2 separate regions of the Mus musculus genome follow, and region 1 is linked to region 2. Evidence: chromatin contacts called from public Hi-C data. All regions are on one chromosome and are shown on one strand. The core of a region is the stretch at or near the end of the contact, and the rest is flanking DNA. Distances in the headings are between cores, read along the strand shown. Region 1 has its middle 44 kb from the start of Gm29843. Region 2 holds the start of Srrm4 (serine/arginine repetitive matrix 4).

Region 1 (4,790 bases), core at 900-3,399, 170 kb before region 2:
GAGAGAGGTCGACGTAGCCCAGCTCAAATAGGACACATAGGCTCTGGCAAAGAGCTAGCCTTTCTTCTGGCTATGCTGGAAGACTCGGGCTTGGTCTTCTCCTTGAAGAAGATGCCGCGCCCCCCCCCCCTTTCCCTAGCTGCTGAGTAGAGAGAGAGTGGGGAGGTTCACATGGGAGGATATGAAGAGTGGCCACTCGGAGCATGAGGAGATTGTCCCTTCCTTCTGGGCACACTTTGCAAGTGGGGAACACATGAAAGACTAGGCTTATTTAGAAGTCCGTCATGGATGGAGGAGGGGATCATGAGACCCCGCCCCTTCTTCTGAGATGCTACAGTGCAGCCAATGGGTTGTTCTAATGGTCTGGGGTGGGGGGAATCATATTTTTTACTGCTGCGGCCACTTGTGCTGTCCTTGATTCAGTAAGTGACCCTCACACACATTCACCCTCCCAACCCTAATTAAGTGCAGCATGTCACAGAACAAGAGGCAGGATGAAACAGGATGAAACAGGGAGGAAGAGCTGCTGTGACTCGGGGGAGTGGGGAAGGAGTCCTTCAGCCTCTATCTTCGGAGCATTAATCCCACCCACCCATGAGGACAGAGACACCTCATGACCCAGTTCCTTCCCAAAGACCCTGTCTTTTCATCCCACCACACTGGGGACTGACTTCCCACATATGTACATAAAAGCATTCAGACCCGAGTAGGGGACCAAAGTGCCCTTGATTAAAAAAAAAAAAAAAAAATCTTGTTCTGGAAACATGCCCAGACGCCTTAGCCTAATAAGACTAGACTTTTCCTTTCTTGGCTTTTCCCGAATTCCTCGGCTTTCTTACCTTGTCAACCACCATTGTTGAGAGAAGTTCTTTTCGCTCCCAACTTCTTCAGACTTCCTGTGTAGACCATGCTTTTTTATTAGAGTGGGGGGAAAATAGAGGAAGAGAGTCTGTCTTTCTCCTTTCCAAAGGTATCCTGGGTGCCCAGAACTGTGCCTAGCACCTACTGATCTATCTCCTTAGGCTGGGGTGGGTGCTGGATTTGCATGTGTTTTTGTTTGCTATGAACCCTTTTCTGATAGGCACTCTTTCAGCACATATGCGCCTGTACCCACAAAAGAACATTTCACACACTACTGTTCCAGCCACACACATATATGCAACTATGTTATCCTTTAAAAACATACAGCCCTGGGGCTGGAGGAACGGCTCAGTGGTGAAGAGCACTTGCTGCTCTTTCAGAGGATCTGAGTTCAGTTCCTAGCACCTACCACACGCCAGGCGTCTTTCAACTGTAACTCTAGCTCCAGGGTGTCTGAGGCTGCCCCTTGCCTGCACAGGGGCCTGCATTCATTTGCACACACCCACTTGCACATATACCTACACATAATTAAAAATACGTCGTTGAAAACTTAAAGGGCTGGCAAGGTGATTCAGAGGGCAAAAGAGCTCGCTAGCAAGGCTGATGACCTGAGTTTCATCCCAGAACCCACTTGGTAGATGTAAAGAGCTAGCTCCCGAAGGCCGTCCTCTGACCTCCCTACACACATCAGCCTTGTAACATGCACGGGCACATGTGTGCACCCTTCCACATCTTTTTCTATATTGTAACAAAAGCAGCTGTGGAAAACTAACACTAATATTTTAGGTGTGTGTGTGTGTGTGTGTGAGAGAGAGAGAGAGAGAGAGAGAGAGAGAGAGAGAGAGAGAGTATACAAACACAAACAAATCATGTCATATGCACCACCATCTTGCAACTTGCTTTCATTCAACGCGAAGGATGTCATTTGCCTTGAAATGCCCTCGAGACAGCTGGGTTTGGTAGTAGGGGCTATCTTTTGATGGCCTATGTCCTCTGAACGCCGAGTGTCCTCACGGGTGAGCCTGCCTTTCTGGATGCTGAGCCTACTTCTTTCTCCTGAGTTCACCAGGCCTCGTCTATTTTCAGAGCTCAGCTGGTACCTCCAGCCGTCCTCCTCCTCTTCGTTATTCAGGCTTTTCCCGTACTGACTGTTATTTAACGGGGCCAAGTGGTTTTGGAATTCTGGGTAATCACGGCAGACAAATGCAAGCAAAATGGAATGTGGGACTGGAAGTGCGGAATGTGGCTTTGTGTAGGAGACTTTGGCAGGATTTCTGCCTGAAATGGAGCACTTGGTGATCGGCCTAAATTGCCTCAATTGCACCTGGCGCACGGGTGGACGTGGTCCGGCACAGACAGCTGGCGTGATTTTTAGGGGGAGGGCTGACCGCCTTCTCCAGTCTGGGAAGTAGGAAACCAACTCCCAGGAGGTAGGGGAAGGGCAGAAACCCAGCTTTGGACTCCAAATTGCATTTTTGCTTTCAAATCCCATGAATGCCAGCCCAAAGGCCTTTACTTGATAACCTCGGATGGTCATCTCAGCAACACAAAAAGGGAAGTTTAGTCATTTATGGCCTCTGTTGGCTGTGTTTAAAAAACCCACCTCATGTCTTTATTATCATTACCACGAGGTTTTAGAAGAATGCAATGTTTGCAAAATAGAACTTAAGAGATTCTTTGAGAATTCGAATAAGCCCCGCAGCAGCTTCCTGTGGGGGAAACTGCTTTCTGATGGGCTTGTATTTACGCCCCCTCCATAAAGTGCCCCACACCCTTCACCTCCCCCTGCCCCTATGATTACTGCATTTAGTCAACTATCGACTTGGGAAACAATTTTGTTCCATTTGCCATCTCTGCCTGAGAAAGAGAAATAAAAGAAAGGCTTTGAAGTACTTTCTGGCATGGTGTTTGCATTCAAGTGTTAATGCGATACTGAGAAAAGCGGTGGACGCTAAATGTTTACATTAAAATGGAAATATGGGATCGATTTTTTTTCCAACAGGGGCTCCTGGTCCCTTTTAAAAAGTATAGTTCAAGAAAGGCCGAAAACAATACAAAGCACAAACCACCCTCTTTAAGTGATATCAGCTGAGGCAGCAACTTCTGGTGAGTTACAGCTTGATCCAGGTAGGATAATTGTTTTCAAAGGCTCATCAGTACTGCGGTGTCTTTGTCACAGGGGGAAAAAAAAAAAGAAGAAGAAGAATTTATTTCTCTGCCAGCCATGGGCTTATTATCATCCTAGGTACTTGTGTTTTCCCTTGCTGTGACTAATATCTGAGAAAACTACTTAAAGGGGGAAAGATTTATTTGGGCTGTGATTTCAGCCCATGGTCCATCTTGCTCTGTTGCTACTGTGAGCAGGGCGGAGCATCACAGAGTCACACTGTGGGGTAGGGTCTGTGTTTGAGAGAAAAAAATAGCTTCTGGGACACAATCCCTGCCCCCTCTCCCTCCGTGATCTATTTCCTCTCATTAGATTCCACTTTCTGGACTCTCCCACACTTTCCAAAACAGCAGCAGCTACTGAGGACTCCGGCAGACCACATGAACCTTTGTGGAACATTTCATATTCAAATCTTAGCAGCATTTTCTCTAACCATGATACCTTTTAGGTCATTTTGTTTTAAAAGCCAATCTTTCAAAATTATCAAGGCTGAAGCTTTATGAGTCTATCTGGCTATTGCTTGACCAGTTAGGAAAAACAGATTAAACACTGATGTTTTGGAGTGTGAGAGATATAGCTTGCTTGCCATTTCTAAGCTGTGTGGTAAACATCTCTTTGAACCTTGGTTTCCATATCTAAAGAATGCTGCCCAAGTTGAAGGGAGGGCTGGCTTCCCAGAGAACACAGAGAAAAAAGTGTATATTAGAAACTAATTCCATTTATTGTTCTATCGTGGACCAGATATAACATTAATAATGATATTCACCTGTAACTCTAGTTCCATGGGATCTGATGCCCTCTTCCGGTCTCTACCAGTACCACATACACAACACACATACAACACACACACACACACACACACACACACACACGGTAGATACACAGATATACAGAGTCACAGAGGAAAAAAAATCAAATATTTAATAATAAAAGAGATTTCCTGGCATCTACTAAGGTTTTTCCAAGCCTCTAGGTATCTATTTTCATTGGGTAGGCACTGCTCCTTTGCCAGTTTTGTAAAGATACTGGCTAACTTATTCAACAAATATTTATCAAATGTTTTTGCAGTTTTTACTCACATGGGATTGGTCAACTTATTAAAGCATTTATCAGAAGTGAATGGAGAGCAGGCATCTGCCCAGGGCTTCAGGAAGAATGCTAAGGAAGAATACTGTTGCAGAAAGGTGTGTCATGAGAGATGAAGTCACGGCCACATCCCTCATTCCTTTCTAGAGTCATGGTTGTTCTTTGCATGTATCCCTAGGCATCTGTAAAACTGAGACCAGAGAGAAGAGGGTTTCTGGATGAAGCCCGAGGAACCATGATGGCAGCCTAAGAGTTGTTACTGCCTTGAGCAACTTGAGGGGATTCATCTCTGTTTCAATCACAGCTGCATAGCTTGGTCCACGGATAACTGAGGCAAGAACACAGAAGTACTTAACACCCTCAGAGATTTTATTCTGTCATGCCAGAATTGGGGTGGAAGTGTCTAGACACTATAATTCCTCTGGTGGATATGAGTGTGCACATGTATGCCCTGAAGAATGTCTGCCAAGTGTTTTGAACCATTGAAAACAAGATAGGGTAGAAGTGTGAGATATGACTATGATGGTTGGTTGACACTTTGCATCCTAGTAGGACCAGAAAATATTCTTTTTGATGTGCCTGTGCTCTTCCAGAAAGACTAGCCACCAAATTATTCTTCATTTCTCTCCCTGTTTGTTCAGTACTGCATGGGAATGCCGCCATATTGGAAGCTGGA
Region 2 (4,713 bases), core at 672-3,171:
ACAACTGAGGTCACTCGCTGAAAGTCTGGGTGCTAAGCCCTGAGCTTGTTCGAGGAGGCACACAACTTGGAAACCACAGCACTGTCTGCTTCGAAGCATGGGCTCATTGGCATCTTGTAGACTTTGCCTAGCTCCAGTCTTGTATGCCTCTTATTCCCAGAGTGCTCTCCCAGACCTGATTACTGTTTTTTTTTTCTCTCTCTTTAAATAGTCAAGGCTAAGAGGGAAGACAGCTCGATGGCTTTTAAAGTGACAGCCATCCAAGGGTTGCTAGGTCCTAGACGCAATCTAAGAATGAGGAATTTGAATGCAGGGGATCAGGACATGGAAAGTTCACTCCCTGGTTTACTTTCCTCTGTCCTCAAGTCTCCCAGCCCCAACCCCATCCCACCTCCTAATCTCTGCTACTCCCTTTAAAAGCCAACAAAATGCACTTCTAGTTACTGACCAGAAGGGGTCACTGCGGAGTGAGCGCTTGGCGCTCCTAAACCGGTACACAGCCATCACACACAGCCATCACACACAAACTCCTCCTGTAGCCTCTTCCAGGCCAACGCTCACTCCTTGTTCCTGTGTCCCGGCTTCTCTTGCCCCATCCTGTCCTCCTCTCCCCTACTCTGCTCCCCCCTCCGTGTACCTCCTATTCTCTTACAAAGGACTTACTTACAAAGTTCGCACTGATGTTGGGGGTGGGGGTGGGGGTGTCTTCGCTCCCCACTGCTACTAGGTCAACAAAAATTAGAGAATTTTTTCTGCCTTCAGGGTGGAACCCGGTGTCAGTGCTTGGAGGTTTGTAAGACTTAGCAGAAGCTCCTTGTAGGAGTTTCACTTTTAAACCCTGGCGGTAGGTGAAACTCCCAAGTATTAAAAGGCTCCAGAGGAGAAATGGGCTGGGGAAATCTCACTAAGATATCTTCCCTAAGAAGACCCTTACGGCAAAACGGGGAGACATTGTTGTCTACTGCCTGCGCATCTGGAGTTTGAGATTCTGAGTCTCTGCTGGGACTGGGAGAGTAGGGGGGAGGAAGAAGATGGAAAGACCAAAAAGTTACTTGTAATCCTCGGAAGCCCTCCCCCCCCTTCCCCCCTCAGTCTTTCTTTGCCAAATCGGACTGTTGTTTCACACCCAGGCTGCGGGTTCTCAGGGGGGTGGGGGAGGGGTGTTCTTTTGGAGGGCTTTGGCAGCGGGGACGCGAAGCAGGCCGGCTGCGAGGCACAAAAGAGATATCCTTTATAGCGCCGCAAGCACAGATGTGACGCTGCGCCCCTCTGCGGGTGGGGGCCGGCTCGACAGATGGCGAGAAACCGCGCTGGTGACGGATTGTCCGTCAAATGGCATTTTCGGGGTGGGGGGGTGGAAGAGCCCCCCAGGCGTAAAGAAAATCATAGGGGCACCCACACACACACACTTTGCAGACCTCGGCAGTCCATCCCAGAAGTGGGGTGGGTGAAGGCAGGTTGGCGTGGGTGGATAGGTGGGGCATTTTTTAGTAGCTCCCTCAATGGAAGATGCTCCCCAAGTCTTGCAAAAGGATAGGGAGGTGGCCCAGGCCCGGGAGTGCGCATGTAAGGGTTGAGGGGAAGGCCTGCGACGATGGAGGAAGGGTGAGGGCTAAGAGAAAGAATCTCCTTTTTGATTCTGTTTGAGGTGTTGGGGTCGCTTCTCAGAGGGGTCAGAGTCGCAACTCTGTGGCCACGGGGCCTTAGAGACAAGCGCTCGCCCCTCCCTTTCTCCTCCTCAGACCTGCGGGCTTTTGTTATGCAGATGGCGGCGGGAGGCTGAGCCAGAGAAGGAGGGGTTGCTGGGGAAGGAGGAGACGGAGAAGGGGAGGGAGGAAAGTACAGCTCGCGCGACCAGCCTCCCCTTCCAACGTCACATTGTGCAAGAGACAAAACCCGGGCGCGCCGGAGCTCACACGCGCACGCACGGCAGACGCCCCGGTCGCCTCCTCTCTGTTCTCTGCGCGGTAGAGAAAGCCGGCTAGCTTTGCTTCGCCGAAGACACGGAGCTCAGCCTGCTCCCAGCGCAGCTCAGAGCCAAGCCAAGAGGTGAACCCAGCCGGGGAACCACCTTCTTTCTCCGCTGCCTGCCTAACCCGAGACGTCCCGTTCTATCCCATCCCCCGCCCTGAACTCCGATCTCTCCCCACCCCACCCCTTGGGGGTTTCACGCGGACAGCGCCCCGGAGCCCAGGGCGTGTCATCGGGTTTGTAATCCACGTTTCAGCACTTCGGACAGCGCCCCAGGCTCCCGGGCTCCTTGGGCTTTCAGGATGGCTAGCCTGCAGCAGGGCGAGAAACAGCTGTTTGAGAAGTTCTGGAAAGGGACCTTCAAAGCAGTGGCCACTCCGCGTCCCGAGAGCATCATCGTCGCCAGTATCACAGCCCGCAAGCCGATGCCAAGGTAATGACCTCGTTCATGAGTTAGGGACACTGGGAGGTCCCCCCCCCTTTTCTTGCCTGTGCCCCAGAATCTTGACGGGTGGACGCAGGCAACTGGAACAGGGTGTCTGGACTAAGCCCGTCGTACCCGGTATCTCACGCCGGAACATGAGAAATTATCGCTTGTGTAAGGGAGAGGCTGTTGAAAAGGGACAGGAATTTTTTGACGGGGAACAACACTCCTACAGACTCCGCACCTCCTATGCAAACCCCCTTGCTTTCTTAGGGTGGGCGGTGTGGCTCGGGGTACGTACTTGACTGAAAACTTTTCGAGCTATCGCCAAGTGCATAGGTCAGGGGAGCAAAGCAGTGGTGGATTTGAGGTGTCAGGGGATGCTGTACAAGACATGAACTCAGCTCAGCCAGTGTTCAATACAAGCATTCTAACCCTTGGCCCAGAAACTAGCGGGTCTCTGAACATTTCAACAAAAGCCCATATGCTATTCCCTCAGATACGCTCGCTCCAAGCAGCACCCTCCTCCGTGTCTTAGCCTAAGCTGCTGCTCGTGTTGAATTCTTTCTTTTTCAGCACCCAAAACCAAAACTCTAAAGCTCAAAGTCAGCATGAAGATAATACTGAAAGTTTTACTTTATTTTATTTTTTAAGGATCTGGTGGCTTTGAACTTTGGAATGAGTTGGGGTGCTGGAGCAGTAGTTAAAAAAAAAGACAGGAGGGGAGAGGATGGGAAGAAATACAAAGGCAGGAGAAAAAGAAGACAAGAGGGGGTTGAGGGGGCACAGAGCCTTCCACAGCAGAGAAATACCCAATATTTTCCTAGATCGTTAGATTCAGAAGTCTTTGAGAGGGCTGTGCCCTCTGTCAGAGAAAATCAAGGCTGTATAAAAACTCATCTTTTGCTGCTGCTGGCTGAGCGGTTCTGAGAGTTAAAGGGACGATCTGGGGGGGGGGGCGCTCGCAGGATTGATTAATCCTGGCAGGCTGCATTAGGGACTAGATGGAAAACATGTCTGGGAAAAGAGCCTCTGACAGATGCCTCATCCAGCTCCAACTAACTCTGAACTTCCCAGCAAGTGTGGGGTCGACGAAGGCTGACTGGAGAAATAGATCCGAGAAGAGTAAGCCCACATCCAGGAACTTTTCTTTGTTCTGACTGATGCTCAAGCAGGTCTTTTAAACAAATGGAGCATCCAGTGTGGGGGGAATGGGTAGACAGGAAGCAAGAAGGACCAGCAGAATGGAGATCCTATAAGCAGAGTAGACATGTGAGTGGAGGTGGGGGGTGGGGGGGAGAAACCCACTGATTCCGGCTGGAGAGGTAGGGGGGTCTAGGGGTACATGTGACACCAGATGTCATTAGAGCTGGCACTGTCTGCTTGCTCAGAGGTTTTTGGTGGAGAGTTTGACGTCAGCGCTTTTACGTCCCTGGTCTTCTGCCACCGGCTTCACCTCCCTGCATCTACTGTTGGCACGGCAGTGCTACAGTGGCCAGAGAAAATGGCCTTGCAGGTGGGACCGGGGGAAATTTGTCTGGTGGCAGAAGTGTTTGGTCCATGATCTTCTATTTTATGGGCACATGGGCAGGAAATCAGGTTCTTGCTGTTGTTTTCATTTAGACGACTGTCCCTAATATTACCATGCTTGGAACCTTCATGGTTCTGCCTGTCTGTCTGCCTGTCTGTCTGTCTGTCTGATGTTACCAGCATACCATTTTCTTGCCAATAGCTTCAATCATATGACTCAACTGAGAGACATCCTAGCTTCCAGCTTTTGTTCATTTTCATTTAAGCTGTGTGTGACTTTTAAAGAGTTCAATGGGCCCTCGGTATTTCCTCACTCTTGATATATTTTAACGTCCTGGGGTTTCTATCGCACCGAAGAACACCTTTGAAGTTTACGTCAGAATTCCATAAAGCTCTCTATTGGTATTATACAAGAATACCCCTGTGTCTGGCAATTCCTCTCTGTAGAGCACGTTCTGGCTTGTAGATGTTTTATCTAATCCAGGGTGGAGATTTCAGGGAACATTTACATCCAAGCTCCCAGAAAGGACTGGGCTTAGTTGTGTTTCAACAGACTGACTGTAAGATCCGATCCATGCAGTGACGGTCAGTTCCCGGTTCCCTTCCGGCATTCTGTAATCCTGGAGAAGAATGGAAATGTCATGCTTCCAAAGTCAAGCTCTTAGGAGGAGAAAGGGAAAGGATACTCCATAGGTAGTGGCTTCATCAGAACCCCGTGACTCCTTTGGAGGCAAGACTGGTTCTCGTGAGAAATGTTAAGCTGTTTGAGTCAAGCCCAGCTCGGTCAG

Evidence for each region. Hi-C and Micro-C count contacts between places; a contact is called where the count stands out from the background.
Region 1: a Hi-C map of cerebral cortex shows a contact between it and region 2, with 2.7 times the contacts expected there. The contact joins the enhancer-like site here to the promoter of Srrm4 in region 2. A contact is called at or near these places in 1 of 39 promoter capture datasets (hippocampal neurons), 1 of 484 Hi-C or Micro-C datasets (cerebral cortex), 1 of 115 datasets of contacts at active chromatin or transcription factors (VIP interneurons) and 2 of 9 other capture datasets (liver and pancreatic islet).

Annotation. Positions count from the first base shown.
Region 1 is chr5:116,756,185-116,760,974 of GRCm38.p6, reverse strand. No RefSeq gene overlaps it. Among named protein-coding and RNA genes, the nearest start is that of Gm29843, 44 kb to the left of the region's middle. Within about 2 kb of position 2,149, at least 9 of the 459 cell types and tissues checked have an H3K27ac peak or open chromatin away from gene starts, as enhancers often do. A contact at or near this core is called in VIP interneurons, cerebral cortex and hippocampal neurons, where this site is marked.
Region 2 is chr5:116,589,025-116,593,737 of GRCm38.p6, reverse strand. Srrm4 (serine/arginine repetitive matrix 4) reads left to right here and starts at 1,921. Exons shown (of 13, transcript NM_026886.3): 1 at 1,921-2,404. The coding sequence starts at 2,274.